Regions from separate parts of the Mus musculus genome. Here region 1 is linked to region 2. The links are chromatin contacts, called in public Hi-C maps. All regions are on one chromosome and are shown on one strand. The core of a region is the stretch at or near the end of the contact, and the rest is flanking DNA. Distances in the headings are between cores, read along the strand shown. Region 1 overlaps Cacna1c (calcium channel, voltage-dependent, L type, alpha 1C subunit). Region 2 overlaps Cacna1c (calcium channel, voltage-dependent, L type, alpha 1C subunit).

Evidence for each region. Hi-C and Micro-C count contacts between places; a contact is called where the count stands out from the background.
Region 1: a contact with region 2 is called in a Hi-C map of cerebellar granule neurons, with 3 times the contacts expected there. The contact joins two enhancer-like sites. A contact is called at or near these places in 2 of 484 Hi-C or Micro-C datasets (cerebellar granule neurons and embryonic stem cells) and 1 of 115 datasets of contacts at active chromatin or transcription factors (astrocytes).

Annotation. Positions count from the first base shown.
Region 1 is chr6:119,078,461-119,081,963 of GRCm38.p6, reverse strand. The region is part of intron 1 of Cacna1c (calcium channel, voltage-dependent, L type, alpha 1C subunit); the gene reads left to right. Among named protein-coding and RNA genes, the nearest start is that of Cacna1c, 28 kb to the left of the region's middle. Within about 2 kb of position 2,138, at least 20 of the 459 cell types and tissues checked have an H3K27ac peak or open chromatin away from gene starts, as enhancers often do. A contact at or near this core is called in cerebellar granule neurons, where this site is marked.
Region 2 is chr6:118,723,337-118,726,994 of GRCm38.p6, reverse strand. All of the region lies in intron 9 of Cacna1c (calcium channel, voltage-dependent, L type, alpha 1C subunit), which reads left to right. Among named protein-coding and RNA genes, the nearest start is that of 1700080F18Rik, 120 kb to the left of the region's middle. Within about 2 kb of position 1,899, at least 7 of the 459 cell types and tissues checked have an H3K27ac peak or open chromatin away from gene starts, as enhancers often do. A contact at or near this core is called in cerebellar granule neurons, where this site is marked.

The DNA.
Region 1 (3,503 bases), core at 889-3,388, 350 kb before region 2:
TTACCGGTGGAGCGTATGCATCTGTGGGCACACGCCACACTGTGATTGGTACAGGATGGATCCTAATGGCCTACTGACTCAGGCTTGCTTGCGTAAACACACTGTGATGCTTTGCGCTGATGAAATCACCTGTCACCGCAGTTCTCAGGACGTGACTGAACTTGTACTTCGCAGGAAGCTTATGATAAAAATTCAACACAAGTCTATGTGTGATGTCAATGAACGAATAAAGAGAATTCAGTGTATGCATATTACTGTGGGCTGGCTTACGTCTCTTCGAATTCCTGTGCAGGAACCCTAGTCTGCATTTGGCGATGAGGCCTTGGGCAGGTTATTAGGTTTGTATCGGAGGAGGCCTTAGATTTAGGTTTGTCTTCACTGTCAACTTGACTGGATTTCGAATCACCTAGGAGAAATGTACTTAAGGGAGGACCTGCCTTGAACAGGGACTAGTGGGCTGGAGTCTCAGGGTGACTAAAAAGGGAAATTGGAGAAAGAGCCGATGGGTGGCTTAGGCTCTTAGGATAAAACTGTTGTTCTTATAAGAGGCACCACATAGCCAAACTCAGTGGATCGAAGAACAGAACAAAGAGGTCTGTGGGGAAGGGGACAAGTAGGTAGGGGTAGCAGGGAGCTGGAGGAAGGCGGGGAGCAGAGTGGTTGGTATACACATGTACATGTGTGACATTATCTGAGAGCACGTTTAGTAGACGTGAGAAACAAACAAAAAACCAAAAATGAGAAGATTTTTAAAAAGGAACCCCCCCCCCCCCCGTTTCTAGAACTGAACATGTTTCAGTAAATAACTTAATGGCTGGGTTAAACATCGCAGAAGATGAAATCAGTGTATTAGAAGGTAGATCCAAGGAAATTGCCCAGAACAAACAGCAAAGAGATAAATGGTGCACTTATGGGAAAGCAACTGAGAGAGTTTAAGGAAAGAAGGCGAAGATTCATTGCCTCTTTCCAAAGACTCCTGCGCAGTATTGGGAGTGATGTAAAGGCATTGCTGTAAATGCCAGTGCCAAAAGTATTTCAAAATTTAGGAAAGGTACCAATTTCTAGATTGTAAGAGTGCACTGAATATGGAGGGCATGATTAGCAGTATACCTACCAGTGTGGAAAACAACTCGGACACTAAAAGGAGGTCATAATAAAATAGGTGGATTCTCTCCCCACAGACAACAACCCTTTCCCAGCATAGCAGGGGCCGTAGAACAGGACATATATTAAAGTGTTCAAGCGAGTTTCAAACTTGAGTTCTGAGCTCAGCTGGGCTCTCCTTTATGAGTCAGGATGAAAAGACACTTTTTACATAAAGAACAAATGCAGGACATTCACTCCCAGCTGATGCTTGTTGAAAGAGCTACCAAGGGACGTGCTTTGTAGAGATGCCTTAATCTCATTTTAAAGAATGGGATTCGGAGTGTTTTAAATATGAACGACAAGGTGGATGACGTGAGATGGGCTGGGTAGATCAGAATTGAATGTATCCCAAGGTCTTGGTATTTTCCAGAGGGAGAATATCTCATAATTTAAAAAAAAAAGGGAATCTAGACTCTGACCTTTGGGCACTGTCATTACCAGTTGAGTAACAACTGACATGCACTGAGTTCTTACCGTGTGCAGTGTGTCTCACTGATGTTAGCTTACCTGGTCTCTCAGTGACCACATAGAAAAGGCAATGCCTTTCCTTTGAGAGGTGAGAAGCAGGGCATATTTGCCTTTCTACCTCATGCTCAAAATAATGGCCAGCAATGAGATGTGGCTTTTAAATGTGGGTGGACCAAGTTGAGCCGAGTTTCAAATCCAATGCATCCTGTGTTGGTTGAATGATGATGTGGTGGGCGTGTTCTGATTCCAGCTAGTGTACCGTCAGAACCCCTGATGTGCTCTCTGCAGGGCCCTGCTCTTCACTGATCCTTTCTCTGGGCAAATGCCTTTCTGAAAAAGTCCGATACTGGCCTTTTATACTCCTGTACGTGGAATGCCGCAGTTCTCCCCTCAAATTCTTGGGAGTGTGGAACTTGTCGTATTCAGAACCAACGCTGTGTTTTTCCATGTGTTCCGTGGACCAGCTGGGTCTCCTCAATCTTTGTTTTGATTTGAACAAGCCTGGGCTTGCTGTCTCCTGAGTTTCTGTGTGGTACTCAGACAACATCTCCAGCATGGTGTTGCTAGGAAATGCAGTAATGATCATGATGCTGGATCAGCCTCTCTTGCCGCCCATACACACCTGCCTCTGCCATCTGCTAAGGATGCTTCTGGCACCTTGACCCTGCCATGCAGAGATGCTCTGCTGTGCTTTGGCCTGTGAATATTAGTTTGGCCGAGAAATTATCAGTGACATAGATCCAGTGCTGGGTGTTCGTTACTAAGCGCTTTGGACCCTGATCTAGTCACACTCTGGAAAAGAGGTACCAATAGCATTCAAGTCTACTTTATACCCTAGATATGTACATTATCTGTAAGTACACACATGTACACTTAAGTGTGTATGTTCTCATACATGTATATACTGAATTGATTGGTTAAGTCTGTGAAAATAGTTTTTGCTGTTTCTTGCCCCCCTCCCCTGGATTTGTTTAATCATGTACTGTTTGTTTTTCTGAACAACCAGTTAGTTTTAGGCTGAAAAAGTTCCTCCGTGGCCCCAGGTAACCCGGTTCAAATGCAGAAGGGAAGGAAAGTGCCTGTTCCTAAGTGCCTGTTCCTGGTTTCCCGCGTCATCATTCCTCTGAGGAGGGTTTTTTTTCTGTGCATTTGGGCAGACCTAAGACCAAATTCATAACAGCCAGCGGGGCTCCTGATCTCACTCACCAGCACTAGCAGGTCTGGGGACAGATGGTGAGGTAAAGGCAAACAAAGGCTCTTGGCTTGCTGCTAACGGAAGCCGTGGGCATCTCCAATCTCTGCTTTCCCCACAAAGGCCCTGTCTGCAAATTCCAGCATTGCTATAGCAGCCCGTGCTGTGGAGGCCTGTGTGTTTGGTTCTGTGTCTAACACAGACCTTTCTGACTTCCCGGAGGTATAGTGGAGGATCCGGTTGTACCTTTCCTGGGAGACACTGAGGTGAATGGAAGCAGTGGTCATCCAGCAGTGGAAAGCTGGGTCTGTGTTTTTACCCAACCAACCCTCTCCGGTCAGCTTTGGTAAGGGCGTGGTTCCTTGGCTTCTCCAGTTGAAATTGATGGTATTTACTATTTTATTGTGAAGGGAACTTAGTGAGAGTATGCAGGAGACAGGCTTTGTAAACCCCAAAACAATATAGACACAGGCATTGTTTCTCCCAGTCCTCAGAGAGTGGATTGTGGGAAGCTAATGCCCTTACTGGGCCATGTTTCAGTGCCAGGAACAGCCAAAGATGTCAATAACTGTCCATTAATGATGGGGCAGAGAAGTTGTCTGACTCCATGGAAGCCAGGGTTTTATAAATTAAGTGAGCACGCTCATTTGCCATTCATAGGGCAAATATTTATTGAGTGTCTACTAAATGCTGGACC
Region 2 (3,658 bases), core at 650-3,149:
AGTCATGTGATGCAACTGTGAAATCCCGCTACTGTGTTAACAGTCCTCTTACTCTCTCTCTCTCTCATATATATGTATATATATATATATATATATATATATATATATATATCACGCACACACTCACATATGCACACATGCGTGACAACACCAGACACAGGACAAAAAGAAATCCAGGGCCCATTTCTCATCCGAGTGTTCATTAGCATCTCCCAGTATCCATTAGTGTTCACTGAGGTCAACTGGCTGCAGATATGGTAGGAGTCTTCTGTGTCCAGCAGAGGCGAAGGATGGAGAGGTTCTAGATGTGTAAGTCAGTTAGTGGCAGAGGATCCTTGCAGCCAGGGCCCCAGCTTACTCTGCCCTTCTGCATGTAATAGGAAGTTAGGCTCAGCTGCTGTCGATGAGGCAGAGTGCCCATGTTTCCCCCCAGGAAGACCCCAAGCTTTATTGCAACTGCATCACTTTGTGTGGAGCCTGTGAGAGGTGTAGAGTCATTTTTATCTATGATTTCTACAGTCCCGTCAATTCAAGTTCTGTGAAGTCCTCTTCCATCGACAAGGAGCTGAGAATACAGCAATGCAAGAGTAACCCCCATCCCGGGGAGATACTCTCAGGCCCGACCCCGTCACTGAAGAGAGCTTGGACAGTTGATATCTCCATCTTCATCTTCTAACAGGATTTTTAGAATTGTAGGCACCAACACTGTGTTGGGATAAGACTAGAGAGGCTGAGGGAACCAGAAACTTGTCCCCTCAGGCCCCACTCAATAATTAATCTGCTACTTGCCTCTCCCATACTCCCTGAGTTGTCCAATGGGGGGTCAAAGGGTGGGGGAGGGAAGATGAGCTGTTACAAACAAACTAAACCTTCTAGCTCTGGTGATCGGCTCCAGTGCTCTTAGGACATGTATATACTAAGTTTTAGCCTTAGATGTCTTGGTCAGATGGGGAGTGGTCATTCTACTCTATCAGACCCCTAAGGCAATCAAGAAAGTCTAGAATCCTGCCATTGCTAGGCTTCTGGGATTATATGGAGCCTCCCACATGACAGTTTGTAGCCCCCAAAGCCACTCTTCTTCCAAAAACCCAACGCGCAGCCTGACTTCTCTGCATGGAAAGCCTGGTCTGAGATTTCACTTTAAACCTCCTCTCCCACCATTCTTTCTCCGTAGCTCTCCCTTTTCCCTCTGTCTCAGGAACACCACTAGCCAGCCAGCCAAGGATAGCAGTCTGCAAATGAGTAAGAGGCTGGTGAGGATAAATGGCCTGAGGCTTCTTTGGGTCCAGAACACTAAAGGCGTTTAAGGCTAGAAAGGCTGATCTAGCTTCATTCAAAGGGTGCTCCTTAGCATAAATGCTCAGTTCATTCACTGGCTCGCAAAGGAGATTGATGGATGGAGTGAGGGTTATCGCCAGCTGAGACCTAATGAGATCTCCACTATACCTCCTGGATGGAGTGGAAAGCAACCATTGTGGTAATAAACAGAGAACAGCATCTAATTTGTAAATTCCTCTTTTCCGTAGCTAAATTTAATCTGATCAGTAAGACTGGAGGGAATTGTTGATAACCAAAAATTATTTTCCATGTCTTAATCTGGCCAGGAAACTTCACCCCTAATGGAAATGGCATATTGCTCTGGCAATCATTGGGAAGGACATTTGTCATTGCACTAACCCAATTGTTGCATATTGAAAAATGCACTTAGACTGTAATCTACTTAAAGCCAAAGTGGAGCTGAAGCCGCACATTGCCTTGTTCCTGGTTCATAGAATCTAAATCTCTTTCTAGTTAAAACACAGAAATCTGCCGTAGACGTCTTCCAAGATGTCAGCTTGACCTCACTGATTAGCTGGCAAAGCCAGATGGCCCACCGTGAAGCCCAGATGGTGGTCACAAATAGCTTTTTTGACATGAGAGAGATCAGGCTAAAAGAGCAGAACACCATCTCCAGCACAGCCATGGCTCAGCTTAAGGTAAACAAACCAACCAAGCAAGCAAGCATGGTGTAGTGGTACACATGAGAGACTGAGACAGGGGGGTTGAGGATTTGAAGCTATAGACAGACCTTGTTTCAAAAGAAAAAATATTCAGGAGGCCCAATGGAGTAGAACAGCCTTCTTTTTCCTGTTCTGTGTAAATCTTCATGTTAGCCAAGGTCTGAGACTTTTGGCATTCTTCTCACGAGGCCTTAAGCGTTCCCAGGATGAGACCGTGCCCTGGGTAAGTTTCTGTTAGCACTCGAATATTTTCTGCTAAGAAGACAGCAGGCATGGATGCATTTGAAAAACCCCCAAAGGTCCAGGCAGCTACAGTCATTCTTAGGGATTACTCTGAGACATCTGCCATCATAACTAAGAATTTACATTCCTGCTGCCTTGTGAGACACAAGGATTCTTTACGTCATCCACTTTGTTTTTGCATTGCCCGGTAGAGTGTCCAGTGTCCACTGTTGTTGTTGTTGCTTAGTATTATGACTGACAGCCATGATTAATTAAACTCATCTCAATTGCCCTATCTTTAATCCTCAACAAACTCTCCCAGAGTGGCAGAATGATCTCACCATTTTCAGGAGGAAAGCTCAGGTTCCGGTCATTTGCTTTCGAAGGGATTATAGCCTAACAGCAGGCATACACCAGCTCTTCCTGAGGTGTGCATCCCTGGACCCTAACATCCATTCTTCCTGCCAGATGAGACAGAGCAAGAGGCCCATGACAAGTCCCCAAGAGCAGGCCGGGAGCCCTGGTTTCTGGTTTTGACTTCAACATGAATCAGCTCAGTGTCCTCTGACAGCCCCTCACTCCCCTCTCTTGAGCCCCAGGTTCCTGCTCTGTAAAGTAATACACAGATCAGCTCAATTTTTCTGTACATATTTGGGCTTTCCAACCCTCTTGATGGCCACACTGGTGCTCTCCATCCCTTCAAGTCCCCTGTCCCAGAATGGAAGTGTGGCTGACCTAGGGGGGAGACAGTGCTAATTTTGTAGAGAATCACTGTCCCCTTCCAGTCTAGGGGTCAGGCAGCTGCAAAGGGGAAAATGCTGGCTTCTAAGGAGCCTAGGTGCTTCTTCCTAGGCTCACTGAGGTCTGTAACTGTGTGACTTCCCTATGCTGGTCTGAGGCACGGCGGGCGCAACACTGTTGATAGCCCTGGTCATTATCTTTGCATGGCCAAGTATTTACTGTAACTGTGTTGCTTTCTTTCTGCCTCCTGGATGCTTCCGCTAATGGTTGTGCTTTTGGAAGTATCCCCTGCATTTCCTCCGTTGGTCAGTTCCCCCAGTGGCCCTCAGAAGCACAAGGCTGTGACAATCCCACTCTTCAGTGGGGCTGAGGTGGCTTCCTGTTCCTGCTGAGATGCCCACCTTTGTCCAGTCCATCTCTCTGTGCCTGACCATTCCCAACCGTCCTGGTTTTCAGCTGCTTGTCATCACAGTGATCACTCACACAAGGCAAGAGGCAAGAGCAACAGAGCTGACTGAATTTGCCCAAGGGGCCCCTGGTGCTCTTACACAGCTCACTAACCTCTGCAGGCCTACAGTCCACAGGACTGACCCTCCCCTCCCTTCCTTAAGGGGCCTTTCTAAGTCTCACCCACCGTGACCAGGACTCTGTCTTGTGGTGGTTTGGCCTGAAGAATTTTGGTCTCAGGTTCAGAC